Linked DNA regions of Sus scrofa: region 2 is linked to region 1. A link is a contact called in public Hi-C data. All regions are on one chromosome and are shown on one strand. The core of a region is the stretch at or near the end of the contact, and the rest is flanking DNA. Distances in the headings are between cores, read along the strand shown. Region 1 overlaps PDE4B (phosphodiesterase 4B). Region 2 overlaps PDE4B (phosphodiesterase 4B).

Region 1 (2,959 bases), core at 328-2,827:
CAATTTATTTATTTATTTTTTAATTTATTTTTTAATTATTTCCCCCCAAATTTTTTTTTTTTGTATTTTAAAAATAAACCTGCTATTTTAAAATAGCTCTAGATTTACTGAAAAGTTGCAGCGATAACAGAGAGAGTTCCCATCTCCCCCACATCCAGGTCTCCCTGTTGTTAACACCTTATAATGGCACATTTGTCACAATTAATGAAGGACATGCAGAGGGATGCCAGGAGGAAAGTGCGGACCCTCATAGGACCCCAGAGGCCCTGCCTCCTAAGACTGAGGGCATATGCACAACTTACCAGCAGCTGCGGTGCCCCTACCTGCCAGTTTCGAAACTGATGTGCTGTCCCCTGGCCCCACACCCAGGGCAGGCTCTGGAAAAGTCAGAGATTTCCCTTCATAGGCTACCAATGGTCCAACCCACAGCAGAGAGGTGACAAAGAGTGCTGCCATCGCTGCACTGGGATGTGCTAGATACCTGGGTCAGGGGTGGACAGGAAGTGCACCTCCACCAAGACACGGCCTCTGTCTACCATGTAACATCCATGCCCCACCTGAGACGTTGCCAGGCACACACGCCTAACTCAGACGCTCTCTGCACCTGCACCCAGGCCCTGATGGGAGTGGATGGCAGCAGGGGTCACAGGCAGGCATAGGGAGAAGGATGCTGGATGAGCCCTGGGGTGCTAAGGATCAGGGAGACGGGTGGCTGAGGACATGACCAGGGGAGGCAGGCAGGTGACAGGAGATGGGAGAGTGCTTGAGCCAAGGCTCCAAGCCACGGGAGTATATGCTCCATTTTCCCATCAGACATACAAAACACAAGATCAAAGATAAAATCATTACGAGTTTCAAAACTGACTACGGCGCCCTTCTGAGTGAGGGGGCCCTGTGCAGCATCCGGACTCGCAGGCCCACAAAGCTGGTCCTATTGCTTTTCTTACAAAAAGAGGCTCCGAGAAGGGACAATGCTTAGCACCCCAGAAGCAAATCTCAAGAGGATAAGAGCCAGTAATGGGACTATGTATGGTCATGGGGTGGCTCTAGTTGTCAAGAATTTCCAGAAGGAAAAAGGAGCAGGGAGAACCTCCCCTCTGTTCTTCCCTTCTTTCCCTCTTTCACTTCAATAAGAGCAACAACGGAAGACTTCCTTCCTTCTGCCGGTCTGGTAAGTGTTGCGTTTGACCTTGAGAAACAGGAAGAGGAGCTGGGTGGATAATAAATATTAATCTGGTAATAATACACGGTATTCATATAGCTTCTTTCTCAAAGGAGCTCCAAGCACACTGCCATTAATCCTTGCAACATCTCCGTGCAATAAACACCCAAGAGGTATGATTATCTCTCATTCACCTTAAGGCAAAAGCTAAGTCTGAGGTTAAATTAATAGAACAAGATTCTGGGCAAAACCATATCTTGGTCAATGGAAGACAGGATTCACCTCAGGACTGAAAATGCAGGCATTCCTGAAACTGCTGCTTTTAAAGTGGCATCGAACCCTTAGGTCTTTTCTATTTAAAATTGTGTAACTGCTTTCCTAAATGTTGTCATTTCTTGACTCTCCTCTTCCCTTTTCTGATCCAGCTAACGCAGCCACTAGCACGATATTTACTGTGCAATATTTACTCAGAAAACCTGGCTTGGTTCTGGTCCCGCCTCTTGCTTCTGTGGGTAACCTCAGGCAAGTTACCTACATTTGCTGAGACTACACTTCTTTATCTTACAATGAACACAGGAAAAATGCTTACCCAGTTCTCCCAGGGGAGGTAGCATGGGAGAATACACACAAAACCAGAGCGCAAACTTTCAACACACATTCTGTCAATATCATATTTATTATTACAGATGGGATATGGGTGCCGTGTAGAAAATTAGAAAATTACAGAGAAGCAAAAACATCAAATGGATAAAAATATCACATTTTTACCAAGCAGAGATACCATTGGTAGTCCCCTTGTGCATATCCTTTCGTGTGTGTGTGTGTGTGTGTAATTAAAACAGATGACATGGTACAAACTGTGGAGTAACAATCTTTTTTTTTTTTTTTCAGTCAAGGATCTCCTCTCTTCTGCTTTGATACTTTTCCAGCTCAGCTAATACTTAGGCCATATTTCAAGAGTCCCCGTTTTTTCATGCACGTTCAATAGAACATGGGTGTCAGTAGAGGAGTGCTGGGCATGACAGACGCAGAGAGAGGTGACAGGAAAGGGCGATAAGAAACCTCAGCCTGGCCACAAAGGGCAAGCTGCTCAGAGCTAGAAAGCCTGGGAACGGATCTGAGCAGAGACGAAGTCAGTGGTCCAGCTGGTAACAGGCCTCAGGTGCCCTGAAAGTTGGCCCCACACTCTGCGTAGGAGAGCATCTTCTTATTCCTGCTCTCTGGGGGAGAAGGGGACAGAGGCCTTTACATACTTATATCATTTGACTCGGAAGCTCTCAGTATGAGGGTTTTTTATTTTATTTTATTTTACTTATTTATTTATTTTGCTTTTTAGGGCCGCACCCACGGCATATGAAAGTTCCCAGGCTAGGGGTCTAATCAGAGCTACCGCTTCCGTTTTATGCCACAGCTGCAGCAACGCAGGATCCGAGCTGCCTCTACGACCTACACCACAGCTCCCGGCAATGCCAGATCCTTAACCTACTGAGCGAGGGCAAGGATCGCACCTGCAACCTCATGGTTCCTGGTCGGATTCATTTCTGCTGCGCCACAATGGGAACTCCAAAGGGCTTCTTAATACAAGTGAGAAACCTGGGGCTCAGAGAGGTCCCAAATCCACATAATTAGCAAGTGAAAGCATCATGAGATACCTAAAATAAAAATATTTGCTATCAACTATACCTCAATGCAATTTTTCGTTGAGATAGGATTGAGACCTACAGAAAAAGCTGGGCATGTTTCATGTATTCAGCTGGATGAGGTTGAGGGTAAATACATAGCCGTGAGCCCATCACT
Region 2 (3,044 bases), core at 389-2,888, 57 kb after region 1:
TGAGCGACCGTCTGTTAGGTGCAACTCAGCGATCTACTGTGCTTGGGGGTAGGGGTTAAAGGGAGAGATGAGGACAAAGAAGGATTTAGAAGCAAAATTCTGAGAGACTTTGCAAACCTGGTAAGAAGTAAGGATCTTATCTGGACGGTTAAAGATCACTCGCTCAGCAAACAATATAACCATAACTGGATTTTAGAAGAATAATTCCAGTCACAGAATGGAAGGTGGATTGAAGTGTGTGGGGGGAATGAGTACAATAACTAAGCTGAAGGACCCCCCACCAGGGTTAACGTAGAGAAGGATGGAGCACGACACTAAGGGAGGGAGGATGGGAAGAAAACCAGGGGGTAAGATTGGAGCAAAGACCCCAAGAGCCAGCTGTGGGAGGTGGAGCGATAAAAGATGGTGGAGAGATACACAGAGCCAGGAATGTGGGGAAAGGCGCAGTGGTGGAGTTGGGGGTGGATCTGGGCCTCCGGATGAACCCAAAGGGGTTACTAAAGGTGGCTGGATGTCTGGCATTTCTGTGCCTACTTACTGATAAGCGTGTATACACACTTACTGATAAGGAGCGCAGGGAGTGAAGGGACAGGGTTAGGAAAGGCGATGAGCGCTAAGACCAGCACGGTGGATTCTGATAACCGGATTCGGAGAGAGCGCTCTGCTCAAGATGGCTCCCCGACTTCGTGCCTGGGGGCAAAGTCAGAAGAGTCCAGGTGTGAGGGCAAGATTTGGCTCTGACTCCTGGGCCTGTCCAGGTAAATAGAGTTGTCAGGAATACCCAGGAAGAGACAGATGTTTCCTGAAGAGCCCTCTCTGACATGCCGGCGAGCTGCATGACCAGGCTTGAGGCTGGCAGCAGCTGGGCTTTGGGAGGACACAGGCACGTGGGCAGCCTCCTGCCTCCTGCGGGACTCTGCAGATGAGCCAACTGAGAGAAGTGAAGCTTTCTTCTCTGTCGCCTCCTCCACCCTTTGCTTTAGAGCCTGAGTGCCGAAGCACAGGGCAGGCTGCACAAAGGTTGATTCATAGATGAGGGGCTGCAGCTAGAAGTCACCTAGAAGCAGCAGAAAGGACAAATGTGCGTGTGCGTGTGTGTGTGTGTGTGCAGGACACTGTTTATTCAGGCCACGAGGAGACAATAGCTCATATGGGCAGACAATAGCGATTTGCCTAGATAATTTATGCCACCAAATAAACATCAGGATAGGCTGTGTAGAGCTAAAGATGAGACACATTTTTTAAGAGTGGGGTGTCTCCCTTCAGAGTCTCAATGACAGGAGATGCTTTTGCACACAAAACATTCAGGCAACAATATCTAGGCATCTGCTCCAGCCTACTGTAACCAAAGAGAAAGAAAGGCCGGAACTAAAATGCAAAAGAAAGAAAGAAACTGTGTTTGGAGATAGGTCTGCTACAGTATAAACTTTTGCCTTTCCCTGGCTCACTGCTATAGCAAAACCTGATGGTTGTCTTTGTAAAAAACGTGTCTGTATCTAGGTCCCTGGCAGTGATTTGCCTCTGGGAGGGCCAGCAATCTATTTAATGACTCCATTGACGTCAATAGCATAACTGAAATACTTACTAACATGCATGATTCCAACTTTCAGGGGGGGTGGGTGGATGGTGTTTCTCAGCAGTGCAAAAACACGAAGTGGAACCAAGGCGGAACGAACTCCAGTCTTTAGGCAGCAAGTGAGAGATGAGAGGCTGTGGGTCTCCTCAGTTCCATTTAATACAAAGAAACATTCACACTAAATTTAGAAATTAATTTGGAAGTAGTGAAGTAGCCATTAATGAGCAGAGTATTATTTTTGGTAACCTTTGCTCAAGGGTAACATTTTAACTCTTCACACTTCAGTTGACTTGCTCATGTTTTTTTTTTGCAACTTACCCTTATCTCATTTTAGGACACATGGAATACTTGCAAATCAATATAAACAGCTCGATGCTGGGGCTCTGAGGTAAGCTTATTCAGGAGGGCTAATTTGAACGAAAGTAATCCCTACAAAACAACCATTTGGGGAAATACTCTCAGAACTACTACAGCTTTTCCAGTGCATCTGCCCTGTTATTTTGTATGCAGACTGTCTAAACATTCGAGGTGAATAATTAAGGAAATTACCCCAATAATTCAGGCCACACAACATTCAGGAAAAGAAGAAAAAAACAATCTGATGTTTTTAGGCTTTTTTTTCTTTCCTTTCCGCTCTCTCTCTGTAATTCCCTCCAATTTCTCCTTTTGTGCGAGTGGCCGCAGCCTTTGGTAACAAGATTGACTTTATTAGTATTTGTTCATAAGTGTTGTAACCCTGCTTGACAGTTCTTGCTTAATGTAGAAACGGAGCAAATGTGCTGCTTGTGCTGGGCTTCATTTCCAGTCATCTGACTCAGATCACTCTCAGGCCATCACCGTGGCTCAGAGAGCCCTTTACTGCTGTACACACGGTCCCTCTCTCATCCTAGACTCTGGCTGCTCCAGCCAAGAATGAGAACCGAAGCAAGGTCATGACTTTCTGAATTTCTTAGGATCCCAGGTAACCCACGGAGCCTCTTGTCCACTCCTCAAATAAACGCTGCATCTGACACACCCACATGAACCTTTCCAGGAGGAATCGTGGTCAGCAACAAAGACACAGGAGGAACTCATACTGAGAAATAGGCTTCTGGATTAACCAGTAAAAAGCCATTTCCTCCCCAGAATGACCTGGGGGACACATATAGAAGAAATGGATCCCCATGAGCACTAAAAAATATCAAGTCTGTTTCTCACTTAGGTCAACCTATTTCAATCTTACTGGAAAGCTCTATATTATCTCATCCTATTTCTCTGTACTTTTCTCGAAATATACCTAGTTGACTGGTGTTGAAAACCACCATGAGCCGAGGCTATGGATACCCAGGCTTTGAACCTGCAGCAGTCGAGCCTGAGTCCTCAAGGCATTTCTCGAGTCATCTTTGTGACATGGCTTGCTGACATTTCTAAGGACCCATGGCCTTGGGGGTTGTTCTTCATAATATCTGATCTGTGACATGGGTGAGGA

What was found. Hi-C and Micro-C count contacts between places; a contact is called where the count stands out from the background.
Region 2: a Hi-C map of liver shows a contact between it and region 1, with 7 times the contacts expected there. The contact joins two enhancer-like sites. A contact is called at or near these places in 1 of 5 promoter capture datasets (liver), 28 of 47 Hi-C or Micro-C datasets (alveolar macrophages, blood, brain and 10 more) and 2 of 2 datasets of contacts at active chromatin or transcription factors (alveolar macrophages and skeletal muscle).

Annotation. Positions count from the first base shown.
Region 1 is chr6:146,215,059-146,218,017 of Sscrofa11.1, forward strand. The region is part of intron 8 of PDE4B (phosphodiesterase 4B); the gene reads right to left. Among named protein-coding and RNA genes, the nearest start is that of SGIP1, 160 kb to the left of the region's middle. Within about 2 kb of position 1,578, at least 8 of the 83 cell types and tissues checked have an H3K27ac peak or open chromatin away from gene starts, as enhancers often do. A contact at or near this core is called in alveolar macrophages, fetal liver, liver and 2 more, where this site is marked.
Region 2 is chr6:146,272,428-146,275,471 of Sscrofa11.1, forward strand. The region is part of intron 8 of PDE4B (phosphodiesterase 4B); the gene reads right to left. All of the region lies in intron 1 of LOC102162258 (a long non-coding RNA gene), which reads left to right. Among named protein-coding and RNA genes, the nearest start is that of SGIP1, 220 kb to the left of the region's middle. Within about 2 kb of position 1,639, at least 42 of the 83 cell types and tissues checked have an H3K27ac peak or open chromatin away from gene starts, as enhancers often do. A contact at or near this core is called in alveolar macrophages, fetal liver, liver and 2 more, where this site is marked.